2 separate regions of the Gasterosteus aculeatus genome follow, and region 2 is linked to region 1. A link is a contact called in public Hi-C data. All regions are on one chromosome and are shown on one strand. The core of a region is the stretch at or near the end of the contact, and the rest is flanking DNA. Distances in the headings are between cores, read along the strand shown. Region 1 overlaps psat1 (phosphoserine aminotransferase 1). Region 2 holds the start of mccc2 (methylcrotonyl-CoA carboxylase subunit 2).

Evidence for each region. A called contact is a pair of places that touch in the nucleus more often than the background predicts.
Region 2: a contact with region 1 is called in a Hi-C map of skeletal muscle, with 4 times the contacts expected there. The contact joins the promoter of mccc2 here to the enhancer-like site in region 1. A contact is called at or near these places in 2 of 6 Hi-C or Micro-C datasets (both in skeletal muscle).

Annotation. Positions count from the first base shown.
Region 1 is chr13:3,940,544-3,943,294 of fGasAcu3.hap1.1, forward strand. psat1 (phosphoserine aminotransferase 1) reads left to right here. Exons shown (of 9, transcript XM_040196372.2): 5 at 927-1,099; 6 at 1,277-1,446; 7 at 1,893-2,021. Among protein-coding and RNA genes, the nearest start is that of psat1, 4.3 kb to the left of the region's middle. Within about 2 kb of position 1,373, at least 1 of the 9 cell types and tissues checked has open chromatin away from gene starts, as enhancers often do.
Region 2 is chr13:4,022,751-4,025,501 of fGasAcu3.hap1.1, forward strand. It overlaps mccc2 (methylcrotonyl-CoA carboxylase subunit 2), which reads left to right and starts at 1,409. Exons shown (of 17, transcript XM_040195363.2): 1 at 1,409-1,650. The coding sequence starts at 1,519.

The DNA of each region.
Region 1 (2,751 bases), core at 123-2,622:
TTCATATTTGGAATGCCAAGTTGTAACGTAGAGACGCCGTATACTTCTCTGCCAACGAAAGCGCCCTGTCAATCACAGTAACCCCGCCCTAAAGCATACTCTGCTAAATGGACAATCATTTAATAAATGAACATCATGCTATATTGGACATGACTTGAAACTAGAGATTGAGACTATAAACCGTTCTTTTTGGAGTCGCCCCCTAATGGCCATTAGAGAGTGTAGTTTCTATCATACTGCTGGATCGTCCTTTTACTTACCATAATTTCACACACGAGCCATACAGCCGTTTGGTAGTAATTCTGTTTTTGCTTCATTACGCTTTAACTGTCCTTTTGCATCATTATCTGCAACCACTTCTCCTACTCATGGCCTTGAGGGACTGATCCAAACCCGACTGACTGTCCTTAAGGTAGCCGGGGATCCGCAGGGCTGACGCACAACAGACAACCCTTCACGCTCTCATTTACTGCTACGATCAATTTAGAGTTCTCAATTCATCTAAGCTGCAATTGAATCCCCATAAGTGGCTGTGTGCCCGGGCTGCTCCACAACAACCACAGAGACGCTGGTATGCGAGCAGCCTTTTCCGCATGGTTGTGTCCGACTGGAACTTTTGTTTTTGTTTGTCAGAGCGTATGGAGGCAGTTTCACAGTGTAAATGTATATTCTTCAGGCTGCCTTCACCAGAAAGGGGTATCCGTCATTTTTCTGAGCATTTGGCCCCGCAAATAAAAAGTCTACTTCCACATTTGTTTCTGCACTTGTGCCAAATGTTCACTGTGGGGAAAATAAAATACTGAAAAGAACAAGATCCAGAAGGAGAGCAGCAGGAATGTTCTTGGTCCTCCCATTTAAGTTTTAACAGGTCAATGGCTTGATTTAAAGGCAGTGGTTTCGCTGTCTTCTGTCGTTGTGCCCTCCAGAAATCCCCGACCCCAGCAGCTGGACCTTGAACCCCTCGGCCTCCTACGTGTACTACTGCTGCAACGAGACGGTCCACGGCGTGGAGTACAACTTCAGACCGGAAACCAACGGGGTGGTCCTCGTCAGCGACATGTCCTCCAACTTCCTGTCCCGACCTGTGGATGTGTCAAAGGTGAGGACTGGTTTGATACTGAATAAAATCTTCTGTTGTTGGATCCTTGACCCCCAAAGTTTCATATGGATTGCGTCAGGAAATCTGCTCTGAGAAGTGGGGGGTCTTTTAAAATACGTGTATAATGTAAAATGGTTGGAGTTCTAATACGATAAAGCCATGTGTGCTCTTGTCTAGTTCGGGCTGATTTTTGCCGGCGCTCAGAAGAACGTCGGCTGCGCCGGGGTAACCGTTGTCATCGTGCGAGAGGACTTGCTGGGGCACGCTCTGAAGGAGTGTCCCATTGTTCTGGACTACAAGGTGCAGGCTGCAATGAACTCCCTCTACAACACGCCGCCATGTTTCAGGTACAACCTGGTGGCATTTTACATTTTTCAAGATGTACCCAGAGGTTAGCTTAGCTTGACGTAGAAACAGGAAACGGATGAAACAGCTGGCTTTGCTCTTACGTCATCTGCACCTTTTTATAAATCCAACAAATACTGTACTTCAACATTTATGTTTCCTGGTGGATAATTTACTTGACAGTGCTGCAGGAATGAGTCCTAACACCAGGTGATTTTGCTCTTTTGGTTCCTCTCATAGGGAAGTTACCTCTCTAGGCTTTATTGTATGCTAAGCTAAACAGCTGCTGCTTTATATGTAGCATGATCATTTATCTTTTAACTCTGGGTAAATATTTAGCACGTCCGTTTTTTCTTTACCCAATATATTGAAATGTTGCTCTAAGGATTTTCCAAAACGATTGTTGCGGTATGCAGAATGATTGTTGAACTGAATTCTGTTGGTTCAGCATCTACATCATGGGTCTGGTTCTGGAGTGGATTAAGAACAACGGCGGCAGCGCTGCCATGGAGACGCTCAACAAGCAGAAGTCGTCCATGATCTATGACATCATCAACGCCTCCAATGGTTTCTATGAGTAAGTATCTCCAAACTCCAGCCGCTGATTTTCAAATAGGTAATTCAGTGAAGTTTAAAACCTTTGTGGGGAAAGTCCACTACCTCCAACATGTGCTCCCCAACACCCGGTCGTAAAGGTGACCCGACGATTATCTGCAGTATCAGTAAGGGTCAGAAGTAACGCTTCTATCATCGCAACGTTAGAAATGAAGGAGGGAGATCTCAGCGGAAATAAAGTTGCGTTGCCCTCTGCGCTCTGTCGCTTTGTAAATGTTCACAACATAAATGTTTGCGCTAGTTGCTGCAGGGAAGGTGACACAGGAGAGGGTGAGTGTCAAGGAGCAGTTTGTGGTTAAAGGCCTGCAGCCCTTCTCGACACTGGATTCAAAGGGATTGAGGAAGCAACTAATAAGTCCGTGTATATAAGTTGTTATTACGTATAGTTATTTATGAGGGCAGCAGCTGTGTGGGTTATTTTAAAGCTGCTCTGCCACTCCAGCCAACACACCGTAACAATTATAGTTACTTTACTCTGAAGTCCAAATACACTCCTCAATGTAGGAATGATCTCAAATTTACGTTTGTTGTTGGCAATAACATAATGAACAATAATGAGTTATTTAAACATTTTTTGCTGCTCAAGAATATTTCTTTACATGTGAATTATTTAGCAATGTTGATCGGTTTGTTTTATTGTCTTTATCTCACAAAATAATCAAGTAATATAAAACCACTAGACCTGTAAAATG
Region 2 (2,751 bases), core at 159-2,658, 82 kb after region 1:
GTTAAAAAACAAAAATCCACTGCCGTAATCCCGTAAAGTGGCCCAGTGCGTTGACCCACAAATTTCCGGAGCAAATGATCTTACTTCACTACTTTTTTTAATCCAACCCGTGTTTGCATTTTAACAGCTTTCCCGCACTCCACTTCCAATCATTAAAATATGTTATTCATTTTTTTTTTTTATTGTACCGTTAAGAGGCTTTTCATGCCTCTATCTATTCTGTCACATCAGCGCGCCGCGGCAGAGGGAAGAGCTCAGGGGTCACGGCAAAGTAGAGCGAGATGGATGAGTGAGAGGGTTCAAGTTTGCACAGAGTGGAGAATGGTGTATTCCCTAAGAAAACAGGAGCATCCATTTGAGTGGAGGTCAAAGACATTTCTATGCATGCTGACAGAATGGGTGTAAGCGTTGGAGAAAGGCCTCTTAAAACTAAATTAACCAAGCTCTTGGTTTGGAATGCTCTTCAGCGGATACTCAGCCAAAGGTTCTCTTGCTCAAATAAAGCACGGAGGGGGTCAGAAGGGTTGTTTTTTGTGAAGCTTTTAGGCTAACTCTAATTTACACTTAAAATCAACTTTAGCTGCCTTTTCTAAAAACAGGACACGGTCTCTTCTCTGTCCGTTTCAATGTTGCGTATGTTACAGTCAAATAGGAGTTTCCTATACTTTAGGGTGTGGCTTTATTCCTGAGGTTAATACTGCATATCAAAACTCCTACCTATGGGTAAACACAAAATGAAGAGTATATATTAATATTTAATGCTTTAAAAAAAATGGTATAAATCTATATTAGGGAGTAGTCTCTCGCCCGAAGTTAGCTGGGATTGACTCCAGCCACCCGACCCTGGATGACGGATATGCGGTTTGAAGATGGATGGATGGATGGATGGATGGATAGAAAGTTCAGAAAATTTTAACTGCTGGAGAATACATTTAATATAGAAAGTTTTTCAGACGCACATACACACGCACACAAACTATGCAGTGATTTTGGGTGCGTAATGCTTGTTAAAGCCACATGATGGCAGTATGTATCTGTATAATTTCATCTGCTATTTACCATCTTGGGTTCTTTTATATGAACACGCTTTACAATTGAAATAAACTCTGGTAAAGTTAGGTTATACTTAATTTGAAATCACAGAAATCAGAGAAAAACTACTCTACATATTGGATGAAAATTATTATGGGAGATGAAGGCAGTTTTATTTCTTTTTCGGAACTCTGTAATATAATAGAAATCTTACAAGATTCCTAAGGTAAATGTGAACACTTCAAAGCGAAAGTATTGATGTATTTATTACAATTACATTATTACATTACATTTGTAATAACTATTACCACCTGAGATACGAGTCTCAGGTGTGGAGCGCACACAGTTTGTGTATAAGACAGGTGGCGATAAAGAGCCCACTACCAGAGTCTACTACCATTAACCACAGAAGAAGAGGATCGACGCTAGATTAGCTAGCAAGCTAGCATCTACAAAGTGCACGGTTAGACAGTCGTGAGCATTAAAATGCTTCTGAGGACGGTAAAGCCGTGGTTGCTTCGTTGCAGGAGTTTGTCTCCGGCTTACACGAGGTCTTACTACGCCGACCAAGTAGCTCGACTCGGCTCTCTGCCGGATAAACAGTCCTCTGAATACCAGGTAGGTTAACGTGCGGCTAACGGCTGCTAGCACAACTACTACGTCACAACCGTACTCACTGCTAAAGTCAAAGTTAGCGGTTAGCTACGCAGTTGACAGGCTGACGTAAAGAGACGGGACCAATGTTGACTGGGATTGAAACCATATTTTGATTTTAAATCACTTGGGTGCACGTTTTGGCTTATTTACTCGCTATAAGAGGTCAAAACCTTGAGCTTTTGCTGTGCTCGGTCAAGGTGTTAACGTCATCACACAAGCTAACCACTGCGTTCAATCTGCGGTTCAGTAGATCACAACTAACTAACGTTACACCTGTCCCCAAAAAAGCTCCACGTTTCTGGCATCCCAGGTTGAATAGAGCCCCTCTGGTTATGTTGTATCCACGGGGGGGATTTGTCTGTCACACAATCATCATCTATAACAGTTGACGCTTCCCACGACAGCGACTCCGGCTCGAGTAAATCCGGTACATGAGGCACATGTTGCCAATGTTACCCAGGATCGAGTCTCTGCATGAGGGGTGAATATACCAAGACAAGGATTGTAAAAAATCTATCGTGAACTTTCATGTAATTGTAACCACTGAAAATGACACATCAGTAGTGTCTGTGCCTCGGTTCCACACTCGGTCACCAACAACCAACTCTTCCTCACCAATGCAACACCAAAGAATTGCACTGGATGGAGCTGCAGCCACACATCTTTATTACAGCTTAGAAAAAGGATTTATAACACAACAAAGGTAAACATGTCTGTTAAGTTCATACCCCAAATTACAGCGATGCTGAAATATTATTCATTCCTTTTCCCTTCCAATACATCTGGATTAGTGGATTAGTGAACTGCTCTATTCCAAAGGAGCCAGGAGATGAAGTTACAGCATACAACCCTAACACTCATCAGTTCCTTTTAAAGTGATGCCGTGCGTGTGTGTGTGTGTGTGTGCGTGTGTGTGTGTGTGTGTGTGTGTGTGTGTGTGTGTGTGTGTGTGTGTGTGTGTGTGTGTGTGTGTGTGTGTGTGTGTGTGTGTGTGTGTGTGTGTGTGTGTGTGTGTGTGTGCGCGCTGTAATTGGTGACTTTAAATTGCCCGTAGGTGTGTGA